Linked DNA regions of Mus musculus: all the other regions are linked to region 1. Evidence: chromatin contacts called from public HiChIP or PLAC-seq and Micro-C data. All regions are on one chromosome and are shown on one strand. The core of a region is the stretch at or near the end of the contact, and the rest is flanking DNA. Distances in the headings are between cores, read along the strand shown.

What was found. Hi-C and Micro-C count contacts between places; a contact is called where the count stands out from the background. HiChIP or PLAC-seq counts read pairs in DNA pulled down with a chosen protein or histone mark.
Region 2: an H3K27ac HiChIP or PLAC-seq map of embryonic stem cells shows a contact between it and region 1, with 2.6 times the contacts expected there. The contact joins the promoter of 1700127F24Rik here to the promoter of Kif26a in region 1. A contact is called at or near these places in 2 of 484 Hi-C or Micro-C datasets (both in embryonic stem cells), 1 of 115 datasets of contacts at active chromatin or transcription factors (embryonic stem cells) and 1 of 9 other capture datasets (embryonic stem cells).
Region 3: a contact with region 1 is called in a Micro-C map of embryonic stem cells, with 3 times the contacts expected there. The contact joins the promoter of Cep170b here to the promoter of Kif26a in region 1. A contact is called at or near these places in 4 of 39 promoter capture datasets (cranial neural crest, embryonic stem cells, hippocampal neurons and 1 more), 1 of 15 datasets of contacts at CTCF or cohesin (pro-B cells), 9 of 484 Hi-C or Micro-C datasets (B cells, embryonic stem cells, myocytes and 2 more), 5 of 115 datasets of contacts at active chromatin or transcription factors (embryonic forebrain, embryonic stem cells and forebrain) and 1 of 9 other capture datasets (embryonic stem cells).
Region 4: a contact with region 1 is called in a Micro-C map of embryonic stem cells, with 4 times the contacts expected there. The contact joins the promoter of Zbtb42 here to the promoter of Kif26a in region 1. A contact is called at or near these places in 6 of 39 promoter capture datasets (cranial neural crest, embryonic stem cells, hippocampal neurons and 2 more), 4 of 484 Hi-C or Micro-C datasets (all in embryonic stem cells), 10 of 115 datasets of contacts at active chromatin or transcription factors (embryonic forebrain, embryonic stem cells, forebrain and 3 more) and 1 of 9 other capture datasets (embryonic stem cells).

Annotation. Positions count from the first base shown.
Region 1 is chr12:112,144,495-112,148,230 of GRCm38.p6, forward strand. Kif26a (kinesin family member 26A) reads left to right here and starts at 1,714. Exons shown (of 16, transcript NM_001097621.1): 1 at 1,714-1,912; 2 at 2,220-2,462. The coding sequence starts at 1,871.
Region 2 is chr12:112,873,775-112,877,510 of GRCm38.p6, forward strand. 1700127F24Rik (a long non-coding RNA gene) reads right to left here and starts at 2,052. Exons shown (of 6, transcript XR_873068.2): 1 at 1,839-2,052; 2 at 1,500-1,616; 3 at 1,288-1,388; 4 at 370-926.
Region 3 is chr12:112,720,137-112,723,872 of GRCm38.p6, forward strand. It overlaps Cep170b (centrosomal protein 170B), which reads left to right and starts at 2,038. Exons shown (of 19, transcript NM_001024602.3): 1 at 2,038-2,246. Gm46382 (proline-rich extensin-like protein EPR1) reads right to left here and starts at 2,030. Exons shown (of 2, transcript XM_017315329.2): 1 at 1,425-2,030.
Region 4 is chr12:112,676,983-112,680,718 of GRCm38.p6, forward strand. It overlaps Zbtb42 (zinc finger and BTB domain containing 42), which reads left to right and starts at 1,858. Exons shown (of 2, transcript NM_001100460.1): 1 at 1,858-1,963; 2 at 2,394-3,736. The coding sequence starts at 2,411. The coding sequence ends at 3,673.

The DNA.
Region 1 (3,736 bases), core at 464-2,963:
AGCCTTGAGCAGCGATCTTCCACGGAGGAGAGCGTAGCGCAGAGATCGCGGTTATCTCACCTTGCAGGGATGGGCGAGGAAAAAGCCTAGGGGGAGGTGATCTGAGTTCTGAGATCATTCTGGTTGCTTGGTGCATCCCGGGGTCTTGTGGAGCTGTGTTTTTGTGTCCTCTGGGAACTCGAACGTAGAGTATGCTTCCCGAAGAACCGCGCTGGTGCGGGGAAGTGAAGTTGCGGGTGTGGCCCATCATGAGCGCAGGCCCTGGGTTCCGGGTGATGCTTCTCGGTGTGCGTGTGAGGAGTATGTGTGCGTGTGTGTAAGTCGATAACAATGTATGAGCCTCCTGGGCCCCGGGTGTTTGTTTCAGTGCGGTAGAGGGGCGGGCGGGGTGACGCTGTTTGTAGTGCTTGCAGGGGTGGACTGAGGAGGGTGGTGCCTGAGGCTACCCGGATCCCATGGTGGGCCGTCGCCTGCCTGTCTTCCCTTCGCAAGGCTGAGAAGGGCCTGGAGGCTTGGGGGTTGCAGAAAGTGGGGAGCCCGTTCCCAGTTTATTCATGACTTCCTGTCGTGTTTACAGACTCTTTTAAGTCGTAGATGACCTGGAAAACCGGATCTTCATCCCACTCTTGGCCAATAGTGCGTAGGAGTGGAGGGCTAAGTAAGCAGGGTCCAGGTGGGGAAAGGAGAGGTCGTTTGACAGACCTTATACCGTGCGAAGGTCTGACTGCTCTGGGGATGTCCGACCAGGGTCTTTCCTTGAATCACCCTGGCTCAGCTGTCCTAAGTCTCAGCCTCAAGCGGAAAGCTCTGCGCTCAGAACGCGTGGTGTCCTGTCTCTGCGCCCTCGAAACCTGTGCTCACTACGGCCGGCAGGTGGCGCTTGTGTCACGGGGAGCCACGCCGCAGATCCCGCCTGGCTCCTATCTGGGGTTTCGGGTTGATCCAGAGCTTGGGCCGGAGTCCCCCGCGACCTCAGAAGGTGGTGACATTTGGGGTCTGACTTGGGCGAGAGCAACAACTGGTCGCTGGGGAAGGAGGGAGACCTCCGGGTCGGAGACAAACAGGCAATTAATTCCGGAGCTAACTCCCCATCTGCCAGGCCGGCAGACAACAGGTCCGGCACACCCCCAGGGCCAAGCCGCAGCGCTTCCTCCCACTTCGCAGGCGGCTCAGTGTGCAATCCATTTTAAGGCACAGGCGCGGCTGCAAGGACACTTCGAGACAGTTCGTAGCCCCTCACTGCACTTCTTGAAACACGACCCTCATCCATGAGAGACAGTTGGCGCCAAAGCATGGCCAGACACACTCAAGTGCTCTGGGTGTTCTGGGGAAGCCGTTGGCCCGGGTCCAGCCCCTTTCATTACCCCCCATCCCCCCACCCCCACCCGCTTTCGTGCTGTGCGATCTTGGGCAAAAGCTTCAGTTTTCCCGCTCGCAAAGTGATGAGAGTGTTGGGTGCCTCCCAGGAGGCGCACTCCATCCTCGCTCAGGAGAGACAGAGGCGCATGCGTGCGCGTAACTTGTGTCTCGGCAGCCCCCACCGCCCCTCCCGCATCAACACTCAACTAACAGGTTGGGGGTCCTAGCAGTAGGCGGGGCCGCAAGGAGGAGCGGGACCCCCGCCCACTTGGCTCTGCTCAGGATGGGGGCGGCGCTCTGGCGTCCCGCCCCCTTCCCTCCCCCTACAAGCTTTGGCCCGCCCCCGCCCAGCCTGTCCCGGAGCAAGCCGGTCGCGTCCACAGCGTGCTCTCCGCCACTCGCCTGCTCTGCCAACTTCAGAGCAGCAGGCCTGGCCATGGGGGTGCCCCTGGGCCGGATCACGTAGCCACTGTACCCCGAGAGCCAACGTATCCCTTCCTGCGACCGTGCCATGGTCGGCCGCGGCGCCTCCTTGTGTGCGGTGCAGCCCGCGGTACGCAAGGCCCTGCTAGGAGCGGGCGGCTGGGCTCGACGGGCACCGGGTTCAGAGCCCAGGACAACGATGATGCTAGCGGGGTGTACAGCGCCCTCTAGGGGTGGGGCGCGGAGCGGGACGGGGCCCCGAGCGTCGGGCTGGGGCTTCTTCTTCAGGGACTCCTGGCGTTGCATCCAGGGCCCTAACTTTTGTGCGAGCGTGGCTTTAGGGGCGTGAGCGACTGGGTCTGGAGTCGGCCGCGTGGAGTCCCGCAGTGGCGCCGCGCGAAGGTTTGGGCTTACTGTCCCATCTCCAACCCCCGCAGGTGGCTGAGTGCGGCCCGGCTCGAGAGACCCCGCCACTTGAGGTATCCCCGCGCAAGAGGCTGCCCGCCGGGCTCGATCAAGACCCATGCAGCAGCCGCCCTGCTCCGGAGGGCGCCGGGGCCAGCGCTGAGCAGAGCCACTCGGCCGGTGGGGGCGGGTGGTGCCGCCACTGCCACACGAAGCTCGTGGAGCTAAAACGACAGGCGTGGAAGTTGGTCAGCGGGCCCGGGACTCCTCTCCGGGTAAGTGACCCCTCTTCAGGCCATATCTCAAACAGGGAAGGGCTGGAACTTGGGAATCTTTGGGGCTGGGGCTTGGAGCGTGGCGAGTTCATCGTGCCCCCACCCCCACCCCGTGCCATAGTCTGCAAGAGTGTGTGTTGGTGCACCTCACCCTAGGAGGCCTGCTGCGTGTCATAGGGGGTTGGGTAAATTTCTTTCCTAGCCACAGATGTCCCACAGCTGGAATCAGTCTGTGTTTGGGAGGGGTAGAAAAGGGGAAGACGGGACCTCACTCCCAGGGCAGGGCTTGTCATGGTGAGGCACTTTGGGCATCTGGACATTGGCATGCCTGTATAGAGAGGGCATAAAAGGTGAGAGAGTGGGCCCCTTTCTGCACCCGGGGGCCGTGCATCATTGTCCCATACCTACTCAGTGTCTGTTATGGGCCTGTGCCCTGCCCTGGCTCTCTGCCTCTGGGGCCCAGGCCTTCCGTGTGGGTAATGACTCTTGAGCCTCGGGGTTTCCCAGGCTGCAGCATGGCAGGCAGGCGCTGGTGGGAGAGGAGTCTACTGGGCTTTCCGGCCAGTCTTGCCAGGCATGTAAAGAACTGGAGTATTGTTCCAGGGAACAATGGTCTCTGGAAGTGTGCAATGCAGGGGTGTGGGGGGTCTCCACAGGAAGCTGCTTCTAACCTTCAGCCTTGGTGAACAGTCCTTGGGAAGCGCCTGTAGTCCCCATCCTGTCCCAGTACCTCTAAGGAGTGCTGTGGTTAGGAGGAGACCCTGGGTTTCCTTTGGGTTGGGTCAGATATGGTGGATGCCAGTCAGGTGTGTCTATGCTGGGCTCCTTTCCAGGTCCCCTGGCTTGTCTGTGGCGGGGATGTTAACAGCCTCTCAGACCAGCTAGATCTGTGGACCCGAATGGGATGGGATGGCTGACCATGGGTGTTGTTTGGCTTTTGCCAATGGCCTTTGCTGAGCCCTGGATCTTAGAAAGCCTTGAGGATCTCAGAGAGGGTCCTTGGGATATTCTCCCGAGGTCCTTCAGGAAGCAAGCTGATCTAGGAGCCGAGCTGCCTCCCCCTCTGACTGTGCTGCCGCCCAGGACCTGGCCGACTGGATGGAGTCCTAGTAAAGGAAAAGCTGCGGTCATAGTAGTGAACTGGTGGGGTTGGGGGCCGTCAATGGAGGTCTGTGGTCTCCTGCACACACTGCTGCCCCTCTCCACGTTCCTGTGTGTGGCTTTTGGCGTAAGCTGCTCCTCCGCCCTACCAGTTAAGGCTTACTTGACCTTGC
Region 2 (3,736 bases), core at 802-3,301, 730 kb after region 1:
TGCCTGGCTCCAGCCCACTTTCCCAAGTCTGCTCGGCCTCAGGATGGGGAGCACAAATGGGTGTGTGTGACACCTGCTCAACCAGCTTCCAAGGCTTGCTTCTGTCCCCAGCACTGTCAGTGCTCTGCTATCAACTCTTCCGTGGGATCACCTCTGAAAGTTCCCACAGTCCTGCGCCCCCACCACACACACACACATGGATAGCGATTTTTCTTGCAGATAAAAAAAAGACTCCCCCAGCCTCCGCCGTTCGGGAGACTTTCCTGCTCATCCGGGATCCTAAAACTTGCTGCTCCTTCTGGCTGGGATCCAGAGTGTATCAACCCCCACGCCCCCAGCCCCTACGCGGCCCTTTGAGCTGGAGCTTACAGGCCAGTCTCTTCTCGCTGGGAATGTCACAATCTGCTCCACGACCTGCTCCACATGCCTCTGGTCCTTGAGCTAGGTTACCCCCCTTCTCCTCCGCCTCCTGGGTAAGCTCTTGGCCGTCCGGCAGCCTAGGGCCAAGAGCCCACTCCCACCCATACCCTACGGAGAGTGGAGCACGCTGGGGCTTGCCCAGGCGTCAGCGGGGGAGTCCACAACCCCTGAGCGAGCCTCAGCAGGTAAAGGGCAGAATTTCGTCTCCGCCTTCGCTGTCTAGAGCGAACCTGAGTGACCCGCTCTGACTTCCTGAGGTTCCCGCACATGCGCGTCTGGCGGACCGCAGCCTGATGTCCAGGCAGAAATGCTAGGAGCGCACCAAGCCTTCGCCTATGTTGTATTTGCAAAATAACCGGGTGAAGTACGGATTGCTATTGTTCTCAATTTGCAGATTCAGAAATCCAGGTGTAATGCATTCTCACCCAGATGCAGCCCTCCCAACATAGAGTTTTGCACAGAAACCAGTTATTCGTGACACTGGAGACTTGATGACTTGCACAGATCTGTGACAAGGGGAGAAGAGGGCAAGACCAAGAAGAGGCGAGATTCCCGATTGATCCCCTCTCTGTCTGTCCCCTCCCTAGGAAAGATGAGCCTCATAAGCACTCAGGTGGAGTAAGACTAAATCTAACTTCTTTACCCCTAACCACTCCATAGGACCAGCCCCGACTCCCTCCCTTCTGGGAACCCAGTTCTGCCTATCAAACCACTGGACTCATAGGGACCCTCTGAGCACATTGCAGGGGAGTTTCAGGAGGCTTCGTTGTGGTCCCAACAACTTCTACCCTGGGCCTGCTGGGCTAGGGAGGGTAAGATCAGGAAGAGATGGGATTCCCCCCACCCCCACCCCAGATGCACACAAACCTCTTTCCTTCTTCTAGGCCAACCTCCTCAGAGTCCCTCACTCACTGAGTAGGGGAATCCATCTCTGCCAAAGATGCCAGGTGAGGGCTACAAAACAGCCACTAGAGAAAGCCAAGAGGGCAGTGAATTGCAGCCACTTTACCAAATGGTTTGTGCCTCTATCTACCAATCTATGCAAAAGGTTTTATTTCCATGTCACGATGGGACAATACCTGATGAATGTGTCATTGTCGCAGTTTCTGGGAGCAAACCACAGGAGCCCCTACGGAGCCACCTCTCCCGAACCTCCTCAGCAGCTGCTCAGTTGCTTTATCATGATGCTCTGGGCTCTGGGAGCAAGAGAGTGTCAGACTAAGTGTAGACAGACAGGCACAGGTGCATGCTCTTATGCATTAGTCACCAAAGCCTTACCCACGTATTCATGTCCCAAACCATATAGATGGCTATAAATGTCTAGTCCCAGAACCCCTATGCTAGGTCACTGTGGGTTTCCCAAGTTTTGTGTCATAGAAAACGGAGTCTAGGACCAAACACCTCAGCCTGACCCACACCTCCTTCAGCATGGTCACCCGAAGGTCCAAGCTGAGTACGTTCTCCCAGACGAGCAGTGATGAGACCAGCTGGCCTCCTCTGGCACGCGGACATAGGCTGGGAAAGCTAGCCTAAAACCTAAGTCAACACTGCGGCCACCAGGGGGCACCCAGCTCCACAGATAAGGTGGGAGACCATGTTCTTGGAGCCAGAGAGGGCTCCGGAGGCAGAGTGTTGGCTGGGACCTCACATCATCATGACGACTCAGGGAGGTAGTATTGTGATGCCATTCTCCCACTGAGGACACGTGCCAGAGAAAGGGACATCATTGGTCCTGACACTTAGGGCTGGAAGACTTGGGCCTCAGAATTTTCCAAGTTTACCCTGAACCAGCTTGTGTCTAGCTTGCGTCCAGCTTGCTGCATGACTCCAGGAATGTTACTTGACCTTGAGGTTGATGGTGGTGTGAGGAAGCAATAATTGGACCCTGGGACCAGGGGTCTATCCTCAGCCAGTACAGGGGCTTCAGGGCTGCTGTTTACAGGCAGGTTCCTATTACTCAGCGGGAGGAGAGTTTGCAAAACTCCATCGACTCCTATAAAGAACCCCTGCTGCCTGATGCAACTGTAGAATGCCCACCTAACAGTGCCCCCTCCCCACTGTGGCCCTACCAGCCCAGAGCCAGTACAACAGGCAGGAATTGGATTGGCAGTGTGGACCCCCTTTGACCCTCCTGCCTAATGCCATCCAGGGCAGCCAGATTGGGCAAGGCCACCGCCTGGATCTGGCAAAAGTTACCGCCTGCCTCCCAGGCAGCTGGAGCTGAGTGCTGGTAGCGCAGTCTTTCCCACGCTCCGTGATGCCAGTCTTGGCACTCCAGCTCCGCCCCACCCTTGCCTTGCTGGGCCCCGGGCACCCGGAATGTGGCTGAAGATTCTGTCCCCCTGGGCCACAGATTCCTGTCTCAGTGGGTGTGGGCGGAGGCCCGCTTTCCGCCCTTTGATCCCGGCCAACTCCAGCTAGCGGGCCACGCCCAAACCCTGCCAGCCCGGCCCAGGCGCAAGATGGAGGCGGGGCTAGTCTCGACTCCCCAGGCTCTCGAACTCTGGCTCCTAGAGTTCTGGCTCTATCTTGGAGTTCTAGCACCAGCAGTGATTGACTCCTTACTACCCAATGTGCAGCCTGATGCCGGTCAGGGCTGCAGCCAGACAAGGAAATCCGAGACTCTTCTAGTACGGTTTCTCTCGTGGTCGCTGTGAGCTGGGTGGTAGTTTGCCTATCTCCAATCTCTCTCAACAACTAATCCTGGGACATGGGATCGACTAGAGGGAAGGAGAGGCACCCTCTAAGCCCAGGAAGACAAGGGCAGCGTCTCAGAACCCAAGGGGATGGGCTAGTTCCGGAGTCCACCAGAGGTGGTCTCCAGAGGTTATGGGAGCTCCTGAGATGCGCAGCCATCTGGAGAGATCACTTGCCTCAGTTTCCCCATTTACTGGATAGAATGACAGTAATGAATATCCTGTTTCCACACTTGTGGTGGTTGGAGTGGGCTTTGGACTTACTCCATCCTTCCAAGTGGCCTCACTACGCTTTTCTAGTCGAGCCACGGAAGCCATCTGGCATTGCTTAGAGCCTTGGAGGACTGAGCCGAGGTGAGCCTCGCTGCTTCTGTGGGCTACCTGCCTCGGGTTGGTGTTGTCACTCCTGGTCAGTCCTTACCGCCAGTGTCTACCTGGCCACCGAGTGCGAGAGTCTTGCCATGTTCGTTCAAGTAGAGCGTCTGCTGCGGAAACTCAGAATAGGAACTCCACGGGGTCCTTTGCCTCCTAGGTTGGGGGTGAGAAGGACACAAGGAAGGAACTCTCAACCCGGGAGAAGGGGTCCTAAAAGGGCCTACTGGGTGTAGGAAGTTTCCCAG
Region 3 (3,736 bases), core at 788-3,287, 580 kb after region 1:
GTGATATCTCTTCACACCAATAGAAACCAAGCTAAGACATCAAAAGTCTTTCAAGCCTGCGGTTATGTTTAGCAGGTTACTTGGTGGAAATGGTAGGTCCGCACTGGTGGGGGTTCCTTACTTGGTCTGTGTGTTCTTAGTTTGAACTAAAGGAAGCCTCTCTGCTCAGTGGCCTTAAGTGTCACCCTTACTCGATGAAGACTGAAGCTACTACTAGATCTGCTTTCTGATCCCAATGCTACTGCTCAAGTCACTCAAGCGAGCTTGACCCCTCCTCCCCTTCCAGGAAGCAGCAGCCCACTCCAACCCTGCCCTCATGTCTAAGGATACCGACCCCATGACAGTGCACAGCTGGCAGGGGCCTCAGTCAGAACCCAGGACACCATTCCTTCATCTCCCGTCCTTCACCTTGGAAGGAGCCACAACCCAGGTAAAAGTCTCAAATAGAAAAAAAAAATAATAACGTTTATAAGCATCCATTACTAAGGAGTGAGCAAGGGGTAGCTAAGCTAAGACAGCGAAGCCGCTGGGGAAAGGGCTGTTTACAGAGCCAAGAGAATGGGAGAGCCCGGCTCGGGAGTTGGGACTCAGAAACAGGACAGTCTCAGTCTACTAGGAAGAAACTGCAAAATCCCCATACAGCTCCCGGAAGCTGAGACCGGGGCTAACAACCCTGGCAAGGACAAATGGGCTAGGAAGACAGGAACGTACCCAGCCCTCCTCTTTCCAGTACCTGACAAGTCTCCTCTGCCTCCATCTCTTCCAGTTCCTGGCCTCTCCCTGGAGTCCTGGCCTCCCCCTCAAAGTACTCCCGTTTGCCCACAAAGACATCTAGAGCTCTCTCCAAGGCCTTCATCTCATCAGGTCTCAGCTGGCACAAACTTCCTGAGCCCCACTGTCCTTGGGATGACATCCAAAATTGGTCACGAGGCTACAGGTTCCTCCTCTGTCCATACCGCAAGCCAGGCTCCCCCATTTGGGCCTGTACTATAAGCTCGCACAGCCAGGCCCAACAACCTAGCACATTCTCATGCAGTTTTTCCTATCTGTCTCCTCTTGGCGGGCTTGCCTCTACTCTCGAGTTGTGTAGAACCCCTTCCACCTCCTTCTACAGGGCAGGGATGGGCAACTGTGCCCGCTGGCTTTGGAGCCTGGGCGGGGTGGATTGGGTTCACGAAGCTCCTGTACCAGCAGGATAAAGCGCACATTCCTAGGCCTGGAGTTCTGCTCTGCATTCCACTTCCGCCAAGGCCCTCACTAGTACCCTTCAACGGGAATGCAGGAATGCACTCTGAACAGTACTTTCTCCACCACTCTGCAAAGCCGCTCCGCCCCACGCTAATCCTTTCCCCCTTGGCACTAGAGGGACACCTGATACCTCCATTGTTGCACCAGGCACCAGCCAGCGGCCGGTGAGAACTTACCTCAGGAACTGGGAGAGCCTCCGGAGTTCCCCGCCCCTCCCCGTCCAGCCCACTGTGACATCCAGGTACGTTGGTGTCTTTGCCCACCATCCTGTCCCGAGCCCGTGGCCTATCCTGCAACGTCGAGGGCGCAGGAGGAAGAGACCCAGCTGGACGCACAGGCCTCTGGGATCCATCCTACTTCCTTCGCCCTGCACCCCTCCACTGGGCTGAAAGGCCAAAGGTTGGGGCTGGGAGAGCGGCTGGAGCTCGGGCTTCTGGAATGTGGTTAAATGTTAACTATTCGGCTCTGGGACAGGACGCTGGGCAGCCGTACGCCCTTTCTCGCAACCCTGGGATAGCCAGCGCCAGAGAGAAGGGGGTCTGAATGCACAGGGTGGCGGAGATGCGCCGCCCCAGGCTGGGCCGGGGACAAAGGTGATCGCCCGTTCCTGGTTGCCCGATCCGGTGCGCCGGGACGGGTGGACGGAACGGGAGGGGCCGCGCGTAACCTCTGGGGCGGCGCTGCGGAGTCCAGCTCACCTGCTGAGGCTGGCCCGCCCTAACCTGGTTTCCGGGGGGCGGGGCGTCGCGGGGCGGGGCATCACGGGGGCGGGGCGCGCCGGGGCGGAGCGTGTCGCGGCAGACGTCAGGGGACCCGCCGCGCGAGGCCGCGGTCCGGCGCTCTGCCCGTGGGCTCGGCCGGGGCTGCCGCCAGCGTGCGGGCCGCGCCGGGCATGTCCTAGGCGGCGGCCCCGCCCAGCGCTCGGCCGGGCGGGCAGAGGGCCGGGCTGGGCCGGGCAGCGTCCGGGCGGGCGAGCCGCGGGCCTGGCGGGAGCACAGGTAGGACGCAGGAGGGGCCGCGCCAGCCCTGCGCCCACGGCGGCAGGGCCTCCAGCAGGGCACCTGCGTGCCTCCAGGCCACACCGGGGCGGGCGGGGCTGGACAAAAGCGGCGGTGAGGAAGGGGCTGGGCGAGGGCCCGGCACACCTGGCCCGGCCAGCGCTTGCCGATGCTGCCCATGTCTGCGCGCGCCCGGGAGGGGCCTCCTGGCACCGGCGACAAGGCCTGGCCCCGCGCATGTCTACGCGGCCTGCCGAGCTGGTAGACCTGGGCGCCCGGTCCCCGCCCGGGCAGGGCCAGCGCTGATTCAGGATACAACGCCGCTCCCTCCCCCTCTGGGCCTGGCGCGCCTGCCCGCCTCCCGGCCTCCTCCCGGGTGCCCGGTCCCCCCTCCTTCTGCGGTCCCTCCCTCCGTCTTCCTTCTCTTCTCTCCTTTCCCTTTAGCCGCCACCGTCTCCCTGCTTTCTCTGCCTCTGGGCTGTCCGCGGCCAGGAGGGGACCTCCTCCTGTCTGCTCCTTTCAGCCACGGGGCTGCTCCCTGCCTCCCACTGTCTCTCAGCATCTGCATCGCCACCTCCTCCTTCACCTTCGGGTGGTGGCTCTTCTGCTTGGCGCGGCTGAGGGGACAAGTTTGGGGTGTTTATTATTCTCCCTCCTAGCAACGATGGCCGGGCTAAGCCTAGCCCCAAACCTCCTACAGCAAGCCCTGGCTCAGAAGCCTTTCCAAGTTGGACTGGCGGTGGCAGTGGTCACCCCATGACCAGGCTCTGGGGGTTGGCCTCCCTCTCCTCTAAGGGTGTCCCCGTGCCTGCTGTCCACAGTGAGATGATGGCAGGCAGGTGATGTCAGAGTAGGAGACATCCAGGCTGGGTGGGGCTGGGAGGCTCAGTGACGCCCTGGGTCTGGGGCCTGGGGGGGGGGGGGGCTCCCTCCACAGCCCTGACACCTTTGCCAGTAGGATTGGGTCTTTCTGAGAGTTGGGGCTATGGATACCCAGTGAGGTCCTAGAGGCTGCAAGGGCATTGAAATCTTGCCCCTTTAGCCCTTGCCTCTCAAGCTGGGCCCTAAGGAAAGGGGACCTCAGAGCAGGGTATGGGTATGTTCCTGACCACCTGGAGCTGTTTTCTGGGGAGGCAGGTTTCTTTTCTCCATCTTCCTCCTGCTTCCTGAAGGAGTGCTGTGGGCCTTCACAGATGGACAGAGCCCTGTGTTCTTGCCTGCTGCTTACCCCGAAGGGACCCGAGACCTGGGTGAGCAGCCCAGTGTTGACGTCTCTGGGCATGGCTCCTGGGAAATGCAGGACAGGGTTTGGTCCCTCAGATCACTAGTGTGACCTCTCCAGTGTGTGTGTGTTGTGTGAGTTGACACTTCCAGAGAGATGACTTGTGTGGTCGATCCTGCTTCCACCTGACCAGCCCTGTGGGGGCCCGGAGTCTTTCCGTATTCTCTGCCCCTCATCCAGCTTCCAACTTCTGCACGCTGTGGTCCTG
Region 4 (3,736 bases), core at 608-3,107, 530 kb after region 1:
CAAAAAATAATTTTATAGTTAGGAGTCACCACAACATGAAGAACTGTATTATTAAAAGGTTGAAGCATTAGGAAGGTTGAGAACCACGGATATTGGGGCTCAGAATCATGCTAATTCTGGGAGGGGCTGAGGCAGAGGCAGGCTCCAGAGAGGGACGGTAGGATCTGGGCTTACTCTGAACATAGGATGTGGGCCATTCCTACAGAGGTAGAGTGGTGGTAAATACTTGGACAGTCAGAGGGAACTGGCCCTCCCCCGGCCGGGCTCCTATGTTGGGGGCAGCCAAGCTCCGCCCCTCAGCCATGCAGTGCCTGGATAACTGCCAGGTGACTCTAGGCTTCTTACTGCAGGTGCCAGATGAAGAAAATATAGTCAAATGTGCATTTCAGACACATACATTTCTTTTCCAGGGCAGGAAGTTGAGACTGGGCCTTGCCATGTAGCTCAGGCTGGTCTAGAACTTGAAATATCCCTGCTTCAACCTCCGTTTAGTACAACACTGGTTTTCTTCCCTGTAGAATCTAGGTCCTCCAGGAACCCTGGGAGCCCCCTTGGGCTTCCAATACAACTTTGAACAGGCCCCCTGGAGCTGTCCCCAACAGCCAGAAAGCCCCACTTCACAACTGGGTACTCTGTTCTGAGTGTCTAATGAGCCGGGCAGGGGGTTGGGGGGAGAGACAGGACTCAGCGGCTGTCTCTACCCAGAATGCCTTTGGATATTCTACCCAAACCCCTTTCCCTGTAATTCCTGTGCAAGACCTCCTTCATACTTACCCTCCAGCTCTCTATGTGGTGCCCACCCAACATTATTGGTCCCTGGACTTCTAACAAATGCAAGGTGAAAATTCGGAACGGGCCTAGCCCCATAGGAACTCTGGCTCTGTGATTTGGTACTGCGTGGCCCCTCCCTCACGCTAGAACTGTAAATGAGAGTGTCTAACTGACAAGCTTAATGAAGCTCAACGTGAGCGATGTCTCAAGCAACTTCAAGCCCCCTCAGCTAAGAATACCCCTCCGCCTGCACACTTGGGAGCCATTGGTGTAGCCCATGCCAAGGGGCCTCGACTCCTCTAAACCCCGGGCTCTATTGTCACGTCCTCTCCCCAGAAGAAGCAGGAGTCTCCTCAAACCCTGCTGACCCTGATTCCCCTGGAACACTGTGCCCAGGGTGCCGGCCCTGGCCTCTCTCCATATCACTCCTCCTACATCCTGTGTGTGACCTGTCTGCCTAACTCCGGAGGTCTCCTGCCACTTCTCTGTGATTGTGTCTTAAACCCATCCCACCACATCTGCCCTACCCAGTGCCCTCTGTCACAGATCTTAGTGCGCTTGACTGTCAGCCCAGGGTCTGCAGAGGGCGGTAATTCTCTCTCTGAGACCCCAGCTCCACGGCCTGTCCCAGATGTGTTAACGTGAATTCAAGAGAAATCTTCATAGGGCGAAGTGAATTTCTTTTTGACATTTGTGGTCTCTCATTGGCGCCCTGACCCATCTGAAGGACCGTCTTCCAACGGGTCCGAGGCCATTGTCCCGTAGTCCACGGAGAAGCAACTGCCCCTTTGTCCACCAGGGCAGTCGGGACCCCATGGAGGACACAGAGGCCCAGGAGACAAGTATCGCGAGAGGGTCCCGCACCCCCTCCCGTCACAGAGTGCGGCGGGCTAGCTTCTAGCGGGACTGACCGGGTGGGGCGGACAGAGAAGGGGTAGCGAGGTGACCTCAGCGGTTCGGCCGCTCCGGGAAGTCGCCCGGTCCGCCCCCTCCAGCTCCAGCCGGGAGTTTCGCTCTTCGGGGCGGGGCAAGCAGCAGGCGTTGCCCCGCCGGCCAAGTTAGTGCGCGCCCCGCCCGGCGCCGTCCGGGTCCCCGCGCCCTCCCGGCCGGGGCGCGCCGCCCCCAGTTCGGTGCGGTCCGAGCTGCACGGGAAAGCTTGCAGAACGAGCGGAGAGCCGCGCGTGCGGCGAAGGTGAGCACAGGGGCGGGTACTCGGCTCCGCCTGCCTAGCCGGCCGTTCCCCACGGCCGCGCTGCCATAAATGGGGCCGACGGCAGCGGTGGCAGCTGGCGGCGGTGCGGGCGGGCGGCGACTCTGGCGTCGGGGGGCGCGGCAGGCGGGGGGGGGGGGGCGAGGCAGCCTGAAGTCCTGACTTCTTTCTGTCCGCGCGGCTCGGCCCCTCCGCTGCGCCCCGAGCCCCGCCCCGGCGGCAGAGCGGCTTCTGTTTACTTTCGATCGAGTTTTTCCTGCTCCGGGCAGGTGCCGGGGCAGCTCAGGGCTGGCGGTTGCGCGCGTCACTCCCGCGCCTCTCTGTGGGCTGCCTGCACCCGGGAAGGGCGCGTCGGGGCGAGCGGGGGCCACGGCATCCCCGGCGTGTTGACAGGCGTCCCGTTTGTGCCCAGGTGATGACTGCGGCGGCATGGAGTTCCCGGAGCACGGCGTACGGCTGCTGGGCCGCCTGAGGCAGCAGCGCGAGCTGGGGTTCCTGTGCGACTGCACTGTTCTGGTGGGCGACGCGCGCTTCCCTGCGCACCGCGCTGTACTGGCCGCGTGCAGTGTCTACTTCCATCTCTTCTACAGGGATCAGCCCGCGAGCAGCCGCGACACGGTGCGGCTCAACGGCGACATCGTCACGGTACCCGCCTTCAGCCGCCTGCTGGACTTCATGTACGAGGGCCGCTTGGACCTGCACAACCTACCTGTCGAGGACGTCCTGGCTGCCGCCAGTTACCTGCACATGTATGACATCGTCAAGGTCTGCAAGGGCAGACTCAGAAAGAAGGACCCAGATCTGGAGACCCGTACGCTGGGGACAGAGCTTCCTGGGCAGCCACCACACCCCCTGCCTTCCTGGTCCCCTGCCTTCTGCCAAGCCGCACCAAAGGCCAAACACCCATCTCTAGGGGTCAAGGCTACCCATCCCCTGCCAACATTTGGACCTCCGTCTTGGCAGGTTGCAGAGCAGTCAAGTGGGGCCCTGGACCTGTCACTGAAGCCTAGCCCAAGACCGGAGCAGGTACACCCACCCTGTCGCCTCCAGACATCCCTCTGCAGCTCCGTACAGCAAGTGGCGCAGCCTCTGGTGAAGGCTGAGCAAGATTCGTTCTCAGAACAAGATAGCAGCAGCCCGCAGAGCGCGGACCGATCCCCACCACCAGTCTGTGCTTCTGCAGCCCAGGGCCTGGCAGTGGACTTGGAGCCACTGCACATCGAAGGGACGGGCAGCCAGCAGCTTGGGCTGCCTGCAGAGCCAGTGCTCGACAGTGAAGAGCTGGGTCCCAGCAGGCACCTTTGCATTTGCCCGCTATGCTGCAAGCTGTTCCCTAGCACCCACGCACTGCAGCTGCATCTCAGCGCCCACTTCCGGGAGCGGGACAGTGTCCGTGCCAGGCTCTCCCCCGAGGGGTCCGTGCCCACGTGCCCACTCTGCAGCAAGACCTTCTCCTGCACATACACCCTGAAGAGGCATGAACGGACACACTCTGGGGAGAAGCCCTATACCTGCGTGCAGTGTGGCAAGAGCTTCCAGTACTCACACAACTTAAGCCGGCATGCTGTGGTCCACACGCGGGAGAAGCCCCATGCCTGCCGCTGGTGTGAGCGCAGATTCACACAGTCCGGTGACCTGTACCGCCATGTCCGCAAGTTCCACTATGGCCTAGTCAAGCCCTTGCTTGTGTGAAGTGTTTTTCTGTATCCCCCCCAAGGTGGAGGGAGAAAAGGGGCAGGGTCTCCTGGGTGGGAC